2 separate regions of the Hordeum vulgare genome follow, and region 1 is linked to region 2. Evidence: chromatin contacts called from public Hi-C data. All regions are on one chromosome and are shown on one strand. The core of a region is the stretch at or near the end of the contact, and the rest is flanking DNA. Distances in the headings are between cores, read along the strand shown. Region 1 holds the start of LOC123444015 (F-box/kelch-repeat protein At3g61590). Region 2 holds the start of LOC123444014.

Evidence for each region. Hi-C and Micro-C count contacts between places; a contact is called where the count stands out from the background.
Region 1: a contact with region 2 is called in a Hi-C map of seedling, with 2.6 times the contacts expected there. The contact joins the promoter of LOC123444015 here to the promoter of LOC123444014 in region 2. A contact is called at or near these places in 1 of 6 Hi-C or Micro-C datasets (seedling) and 1 of 1 datasets of contacts at active chromatin or transcription factors (embryo).

Annotation. Positions count from the first base shown.
Region 1 is chr3H:409,016,297-409,020,978 of MorexV3_pseudomolecules_assembly, forward strand. LOC123444015 (F-box/kelch-repeat protein At3g61590) reads left to right here and starts at 1,920. Exons shown (of 1, transcript XM_045120609.1): 1 at 1,920-3,329. The coding sequence starts at 1,948. The coding sequence ends at 3,156.
Region 2 is chr3H:408,735,770-408,740,407 of MorexV3_pseudomolecules_assembly, forward strand. LOC123444014 reads left to right here and starts at 3,079. Exons shown (of 3, transcript XR_006630928.1): 1 at 3,079-4,155.

The DNA of each region.
Region 1 (4,682 bases), core at 670-3,169, 280 kb after region 2:
GGCTGTCATCATGCCAAGTTTATAAATCTTAACAAATTTGTTTAGTTATACTATGATGTATTTTTGTAACAGATTTTTCATTTAAAAAAATATCCTAGATAGTTGAAAATGTCACCATTGCGTAGAACACAAAAAAATTACACAATATTCATATAAAACACGTTTTCATCGGATGTACGGATTAAAAGTTACATCAGTTTTAATATAAGGTAGTGTGACTCCTTTCAGTCACGCGTCACACAATGTAGTGTGACTCCTTACTCTTAGGCGCCACACAACCAGGAATGTGGCCCCGGATGCCACGTTGGCCAGAAGAGTAATGCCCATAAGCTAGACGTTACATAGTGTAGTGTGACGCCCGGTTGTTGAGCGCCACACAAAATGGTCAGTTGAGTGGGAAAAATTAAACATAGTCCAGTCTGTGAATTTATTTCGTTTAGGGGTCAATTTTATCGATTCTGCCTCCTCCTCGGCCGCACTTGTATATATAAACAGAGCCCCCCAAACACAAAACAATCAAAGCCCAGCCCCAGCCAGTAGATTCATTTGATTATAGCGCACAGCCGCATGCTGGGCAGAGGCAGAGCCGCCGCCACGCCCACGGCACCACACATCTCTCCGCCTCCTTCTTCCACTCCCACCCGCTCAATCTGTAAACAAACAATAAACCCATCGCCGCACCCACCCTCCACCCCCTCAATCCCGAAGTGGGCGAAACTCGGGGGACATTCCGGATTCGTTCCCCTCCCCGTGGCGTGTGGATTGGAGTACCCCGCCCAAATCGCCGCACATTGCTTCCGGACGGCATTCGCAAGAACAGCGATAGGCAGATGATGTCGATCTGATCCGTCGGATTCTAGGTATGTGCTGCGCCTTTTTGTTTCTTTCCCATTCTATTTCAATCTGTATATATCTTTGCTGCCTTTGCCGGTTTGGGGGGGAGGGGGGTGATATCTACTTGGTCGGACTGCCGCATCTCTGCGGAAATCGTCCGTATCCGCGAATACGCTGCTGTGCATGGATCATATGATTTTATTTACATCGGGGGCCAATGGCATCAGGGCCAGAGAATGGTTGGATTTGATTGGAAGGGGGTCAGCGGGTTGGTTGGGGACAGAGATCTCCCTGGATTTCTAGCTTACATTCTGTACCTGCTCCTTACCCTTACGACGCAAAGGTCATGTCTGTACTTTGCTTCTTTCCAATGGTGGGGAGGCCAACCAGGCCTCCTCCCCCACTATTTGTGTTGGGGCAATGATACCACAGTGATTGGGAGGGAGACATCCATAGTAGCACAGACAGGCGCAACAAGCTGTTGGTGGTAGGTATCGATGTTCATGCTATGGTGCTATCCTGCTAGGGGTCCTCCTGGGTATACATGTAGGATTCATGGAAAATCCTGCTGGGCTTCGATTCAAACATTTGTTTTGATCTCAAGGGGCATGGAAATGTTGCGTTTGACATGTGCCATGTTCCATCTGACAAAAGTAACAAAATGTCTCCAGATAACTCGAAAAGTATATATCATTTCCGTTTTTGTTCAGTGTTCGCCATAGTATTAACAGACATAGTTGGCCTGCATTTGTAGCGTAACAGTTTTAGATGCCATGTATGGTTCCTGTAGAAGCTTTTATATTGGTGGCATACACAGTACTTGCCCGATAGTTTTAGAGTAACTTCCAATTCATATATGGTTTTGGAACATTTTTGGGAAAGACTTTGCCTTTTGCCATGGAGTGTGGCATTATTAGAGGATTTATTGGAATCCTATATTATTCTGATTAGGTTAGTCTCTCTTTGCTTATAAAGAATAGTATTAGGAGAATGAGCTGCTTGGAAAATAAGAATATTTGAATATAAGGCAAAATATTTGCAACTATCTGTGTAAGAACTTAGGACTTGCCTGTCCTTTTTTTCAGGCCATCGCTCTACCTGCATTTTTGTATCATGGAAGATGATTCGTCATGGGAAGCTCTTCCAATTGAGCGCATCAGAGTTCCTGCATTCAACTTTCGAGTTATTTCAGAGGCTAGCAATGGAGAAAATGAGCTGCCAGTTTCATTGGATGCTGTTGTTCCTGGTGATATTCTTGAGAAAATTTTCACCTTCTTGCCAATAGCAAGCATGATAAGGTCAACAGCAGTGTGCAAGAGATGGCATGATATTATCTACTCAAGCCGGTATCTTTGGACCCACATGTTGCCTCAGAGGCCCTGGTACTTCATGTTCACCTGTAACGAGACTGCTTCTGGATATGCTTATGACCCCATCCTCCATAAATGGTATGATTTAGAGCTTCAAGGCATTGACAAGAGCAGCTGTTTCGTCTCTTCTTCTTGTGGGCTAGTTTGCTTCATGGATAATGACAACAGAAACATCATTTCTGTATCTAACCCTATTACAAAAGATTGGAAGAGGCTGTTGGAGCCCCCAGGTGCAAAGTTTCCAGATTACAGCACTGTTGCCATAAAAGTAGATCAGGTGACTCACAATTACACTGTTACATTGGCAAAATCGAAGCAGGTACCTGAGGATTATGTCCAATGGGAGTTCTCTTTATACAGGTACGACTCATGGAGTAGTTCATGGGTAACTGCAGTGAAGGAGGTGTTCATTGGTTGGAGAGGGGGTGACGATAGTGTGATCTGTGGTGGAGTCTTGTACTGTTTGATCCAGTCCACTGGTGTTCTTGGCAACGTTGAGCCCCGTCACAGACTTATCATGTATGACCTTGTTGCCGGACCTTCTGAAACTTCATTAACGCAATCATCAATCCCAGTGCCGTGTTCTCTCACGTGTGGGCGGCTACTAAACCTGAGAGAGAAGCTGGTAATGGTCGGCGGGATAGCAAAGCCCAATAGACCTGATATCATCAAGGGAATCGGTATATGGGAGCTTGACAGGACACAATGGCAAGAGGTGAGTCGAATGCCTCACAAATTCTTCCAAGGATTTGGCGAGTTAGATGATGTATTTTGTAGCGGGGGCGCCGACCACCTTGTCTACATCCAAAGCTATGGTGCAACTGCTTTGCTTGGATTTGACATGAAGCAGAGGCAATGGAAGTGGTCGGCAAAATGCCCTGTGAGCAAAAAGTTTCCTCTCCAGCTGTTCACTGGCTTTTGCTTTGAGCCTCGGCTGGATATTACCACCTAATTTGCATCGGTCTGTACCTTTGACTTGCCCGCAATCAACAAAAACCAGTGATCCTCGTCTTGTGGAAGATGAATGATACACTCTCTACCTCTATTTAATTTATTTTTCCATGATTGATGCAGTTGTCTGTTGTTAAGAGACTAATATTTTGGAATGCAGTGTTCCGTGAATCACACTTGCTTGCCTGTGATGATTGTATGCGATTTCTCGTTTCACATGATGTACACATTTCTGACAGGTAAAAATTTCCAGTGCCTTTTCTGTGATGTTGCTATCAAATTTCTTGTCACTTTGGGCCTCGACGGAAACTGTATACAGTGTTTTGGTTCTTGCGATACTGTCTGTCTATCAAGTATCAATGCGCACTGGTGGCCGGTCCAGAGCGCCATTGTAGCACCCCTACCAAGCTAGCGACTGAGAGCTGTTGCTCTGACCGGTGAGCAGTGCCTCTCTCCTTCCCTGATATTGTTGGCAGGAGGGTACCCCGTGATGGGCCAACGTCCAGGTTTCCTCTTGTGGGAGCTGCAGCTGGCCCATCCTTCTTCACTGCCAAGCCTGCGAGTGTGAGCCAGAGAGGCCATTGATGTGGTGGGCTCCGCTCTGGCCGCAGCGCCGCAGGCCTATCTATCTGCCAAGCAGCGCCCCTGCTTCGCTGCTTGGGGCATTCATTGTTCACGTGGCTCCCACCGTGGATCCGATGTCGCTGTTTGAGCGTTTGTCGCTCGGCCGCACACCGTGATACGGACGAAGCTGGTTTTGTGCTGTTTTTGTGTGTGCATCGGCTGTGATCTTCTCCGTTTTGCATACTCCTTTTCGTCGCAAACCTGAGGATCCGATGTGCTGCACATGCAGGTTTCCATTGTGTTTTTGTGTCGCTTGCTGTTCCTGTGGTCTCTCACGGATGATGAAACGTTGGCTCGATCCTTTGACGCCCTGCTAAGCTTTTGTTCAGTTTTGGGTTGAGTACCGGTCGGAGAACATGGATGTACAGTGTGCGCAAGCGTCAGACACAGTCCTGCTATTGTTGGTAAACATAGAGCTTCTGCAGTGTGAAACACTAGTGGGGTCGTTTTCCTTTCTGGACGCCTCATCTTGCGTTTAGCTTGGATGGGCATCTTGAGCCTGCCGGGCTCCAACTGTGGCCCTCCTGTGGCCAGTTGAATCGACTACTTTGTTGTGCTTCACGGCACCGATGTAAGAGCATCTCTAGTAAAACCCTCAAACTCTCGAACCTTTAAAAATAACCGGCTTTTTTTTACAATTTTCATCGGAAAAACAGCGTAGACTAGAACCCTTAAACCCGTAAAAAAATTTAGAGGTCCAACCCTCAAACCCCTTCCCAGCCTGTAGAAGTGAGGGTTGGGAGGAAAAACTGCCCCCAACCCGCACTCCACTTCCCACCTCGCGCGGGAGGCAGTTGGTTCCCCCGCGCGTGAGGAAGTCGCCTCGGCCGCCGCCCCCCCCGCGCTCCGGCCGCCGCCCCGCCTCCCCCCGCGCTCCGGCCGCCGCCCCGCGCTCCCTCCGCG
Region 2 (4,638 bases), core at 1,829-4,328:
AAGCCGCTTCAATCCAACAATACCGCGGAATCAAGAAAAGACTAAGGAGGGCAGCAAAACGCACATCACCGCCCACAAAAACTTTTGTGTTCTACTCGAGAAGACATCTACGCATGAACCTAGCTCATGATGCCACTGTTGGGGAAACGTCGCATGGGAAACAAAAATTTTCCTACGCGCACGAAGACCTATCATGGTGATGTCCATCTACGAGAGGGGATGAGTGATCTACGTACCCTTGTAGATCGTACAGCAGAAGCGTTAGAGAATGCGGTTGATGTAGTGGAACGTCCTCACGTCCCTCGATCCGCCCCGCGAACAATCCCGCGATCAGTCCCACGATCTAGTACCGAACGGACGGCACCTCCGCGTTCAGCACACGTACAACTCGACGATGATCTCGGCCTTCTTGATCCAGCAAGAGAGACGGAGAGGTAGAAGAGTTCTCCGGCAGCGTGACGGCGCTCCGGAGGTTGGTGATGATCTTGTCTCAGCAGGGCTCCGCCCGAGCTCCGCAGAAACGCGATCTAGAGGAAAAACTATGGAGGTATGTGGTCGGGCAGCCATGAGAAAGTCGTCTCAAATCAGCCCTAATACCTCAGTATATATAGGAGGGAGGGGGAGGGAAGAGGCAGCCTCAAACCCTCAAGGTTTGGCCGAAATTGGAGGTGGAGGAGTCCTACTCCAATCCTACTTGGAGTAGGATTCCACCTTCCCACTTGGAAACTCTTTCCACCTTGTGTTTTTTTCCTTCTCAAACCTTATGGGCCTTAGTGGGAACTTATTCCAGCCCACTAGGGGCTGGTTTATCTCTTCCCATAGCCCATGAGACCCCTTGGGGCGTGACACCCCTCCCGATGGTCCCCGGCACCCCTCCCGGCACTCCCGGTACACTACCGATGAGCCCGAAACTTTTCCGGTAATGCACGAAAACCTTCCGGTAACCAAATGAGGTCATCCTATATATCAATCTTCGTTTCCGGACCATTCCGGAAACCCTCGTGACGTCCGTGATCTCATCCGGGACTCCGAACAACATTCGGTAACCAACCATATAACTCAAATACGCATAAAACAACGTCGAACCTTAAGTGTGCAGACCCTGCGGGTTCGAGAACTATGTAGACATGACCCGAGAGACTCCTCGGTCAATATCCAATAGCGGGACCTGGATGCCCATATTGGATCCTACATATTCTACGAAGATCTTATCGTTTGAACCTTAGTGCCAAGGATTCGTATAATCCCGTATGTCATTCCCTTTGTCCTTCGGTATGTTACTTGCCCGAGATTCGATCGTCAGTATCCGCATACCTATTTCAATCTCGTTTACCGGCAAGTCTCTTTACTCGTTCCGTAATACAAGATCCCGCAACTTACACTAAGTTACATTGCTTGCAAGGCTTGTGTGTGATGTTGTATTACCGAGTGGGCCCCGAGATACCTCTCCGTCATACGGAGTGACAAATCCCAGTCTTGATCCATACTAACTCAACCAACACCTTCGGAGATACCTGTAGAGCATCTTTATAGTCACCCAGTTACGTTGCGACGTTTGATACACACAAGGCATTCCTCCGGTGTCAGTGAGTTATATGATCTCATGGTCATAGGAATAAATACTTGACACGCAGAAAACAGTAGCAACAAAATGACACGATCAACATGCTACGTCTATTAGTTTGGGTCTAGTCCATCACATGATTCTCCTAATGATGTGATCCCGTTATCAAGTGACAACACTTGCCTATGGCCAGGAAACCTTGACCATCTTTGATCAACGAGCTAGTCAACTAGAGGCTTACTAGGGACAGTGTTTTGTCTATGTATCCACACAAGTATTGTGTTTCCAATCAATACAATTATAGCATGGATAATAAACGATTATCATGAACTAAGAAATATAATAATAACTAATTTATTATTGCCTCTAGGGCATATTTCCAACATATATCGTATATGTGCTGTGAAAATGCACGAAAATAACAGAAAACAAAATAAAAAGGGTAACATAGGCACTTTGTTGTGTGCCAGGTGATGGCACAGGTCACACGTGGTAGCAACATGTGCAACCTGGGAGTACCAGGTATGACCCATTTGGTCATTTTGTCGTCCGCTCAAAGACGACAAAGGCCAGGGCTGGCAGACGACAAAGGGCAAGGGCTGGCGGAGGCAGGCCCGCTGGCAGACGACAAAGGCGAGGGCTCGTTGACGACAAAGGCAGACACGTGCTAGCTGACGACAAAGGCTGCCGTTAGCCACCTAACGGGGCCGACAGCTATGCTTCGCTCTCTAGCCGCTTTGTCGTGTGCTTGTCTAGGAAGACCGAAGACCAAGTTTTTTGTAGTCCGTCGTTGCTTTGCAGATGGCAAAAAAGGTCATTATCGTGACTTTCAGTGTTGAAAGTGGGGTCATCAACCAGCAAACGACAAATTTCTTTCCCGTCCGTGACCGGGAAGCTGATTCCTCTAGTGTATATAGCCTAAGTATTGACCTCCTGCTGTGTGGCTGGTCAAGGTGGTACTAAAGAAAACCAGCAGCACCTCGTGGGAATCACAACGAGCTAGCATGCATGCATGTGGTGGGCCCATGGTAAAATAACGTGACGTCCTAGCTTGTGGTCTTTTACAACGTTCAAGTTTGTTCGTGATACATGAGCTAGTGGCCAGCTATGATCGAGGCCTTGCCTATAAAAAAACTAAATCGAGGCCATCAACGTAACGAAGTGTTTGAGACTGCCGCTGCACAGAAGAAGATGGAACAACATCGTTCGTTTGAGGTTAGTTTTGTGTCGGCTTACTATCTTTTGTCACACGTACGCGGAGACTTTGGTTTTGTTTCGACTAACCGAATCGAGAGCCGAACTACGTTCGGTCAGTACAAGCAAAAACCAAAATTTTCTATATCATTGACAACAAATAAAATTTTGGTTTTTATTTTTAGCTTTGGTCCGATGTTCGGTTTGTCGGTTTTTATGCGGACCGACTCAAACCGAGGCAGACTCCCGCTCAGCGCTCAGACTCCCAATCAACCACTACCCGTTGGCAGGACTCCTTCATAACCATCGGATCGCACGATACTGCTCGCATCCACCGTTCGTTCAAAAACCCACGGAGAGGACCGAAGGGGGAGAGGGGGGTGAGCCTCAAATCTCGCCGCCGCCTCGTTTCGCGACCCCTCTCTTCCCCGAACAAGAAACCCTAGCGCCGCCGCTCGCCGGCGATGGAGGCGCCGGACGAGGAGGCCGGACTGGGGCTCCCGGAGGACGAGCGGCTTCTGGAGGTCACCATCATCTCCGCGCAGGGGCTGAAGCCGCCTTCTGGACTTCGGCGGCGGTTGCAGGCGTACGCCGTGGCGTGGGTTGACACGGCGCACAGGCTCCAGACGCAACCCGACCGCTCTGGCGGCCTCGATCCGGCTTGGCACGAGCGGTTCCTCTTCCGCGTGCACGAAGCCGCGCTCGCCGAGGATTCCCGCGCTGCCGTCACCGTCGAGATCTACGCCTCACCGAACGGGGCCTGGCACATCGGCGGGGACTCCCTGATCGGATCAGCGCGGTTCCTCCTCGGCGACAACTGCCTCCTGTCTCGCCCCGTTGGGTCCCCAGCCATGTTCGCGGTCGGCGTCCGACGCCCCTCCGGCCGCGTCCACGGACTCCTCAATGTGGCCGCTAGCCTGGTCGCTGCGCCGCCCTCTCCGGCGGCCTCCCACGCCCTCAGCCTCTCCCCCGCCGTCTCTCTCAGTGGCCTACCCCCTGCCGTTGCCATCAGCAGCCTCTCCACGGCGCCCATCTCAGGCCGCGTGCTGCGCGTCCTCAACCGCGCGCACCCAACACCCCCACCTTCTCCTAAGGTGCTCACGCCCAAGAAGCTGCAGACCTCGGTGAAGCCTAACAATAAGGGATCAGACAACCAGCAGGTTGCGGTGAAGCCAAATAACAAACGCGAAGACGATGCCAGCGATCAGGAGGGGGAGGATGAGAACACGTACATGGGCGGGGTGATGTTTTGCGGGCCTTGTGTCTTACCATTCCCGAGGAAGATTCACACCAGTCCCTCTGACGAGAACCTGCAGGCCTTCGCTGGCATCTTCTCTAGCGGTGTCGGCATTGCCAGACGGAGCCCGAGCCCTCGGCACTGAGCTTATGCAAAACAGGTTCATTCTTTCAGTCGTTTACTTGATCTGTTATGGAGGTAATCTGTTTCTTGTTCTTGTGGGTAATTAGTTTGTTCATGCTGAGGATACAGTATCAGTTGTATCATAAGTTCATAACATCTGTTGCTATTATTGCAAGTATAGTACACCATTTTTTGTGTATGAATTCAATGGAATTGTTGAGTGTTAGTTGTGCAAAAGGTGACCCAGACATTCATGGAATTGTGGAGTGTTATTCTGTCTCCTGTGCTTGATATTGGAAGATGCCTGCTTCTTGTTTAGATTGAGATTTCAATGGGAGCAATACTCACATGCATCGAACAAGTCTGATTATTTCCATCCATCCTGACATGATTTGTATGTGTTACCTTTTTGTTTTTTATATATAAGTTGTCAATTGCAGCGCTGCCACAGAATTTTGTAGTTAGTGAATGCATGCCCCTTTTAGCTTTCTTGATGTGGCAGCTGTAATTGCACAGTTGT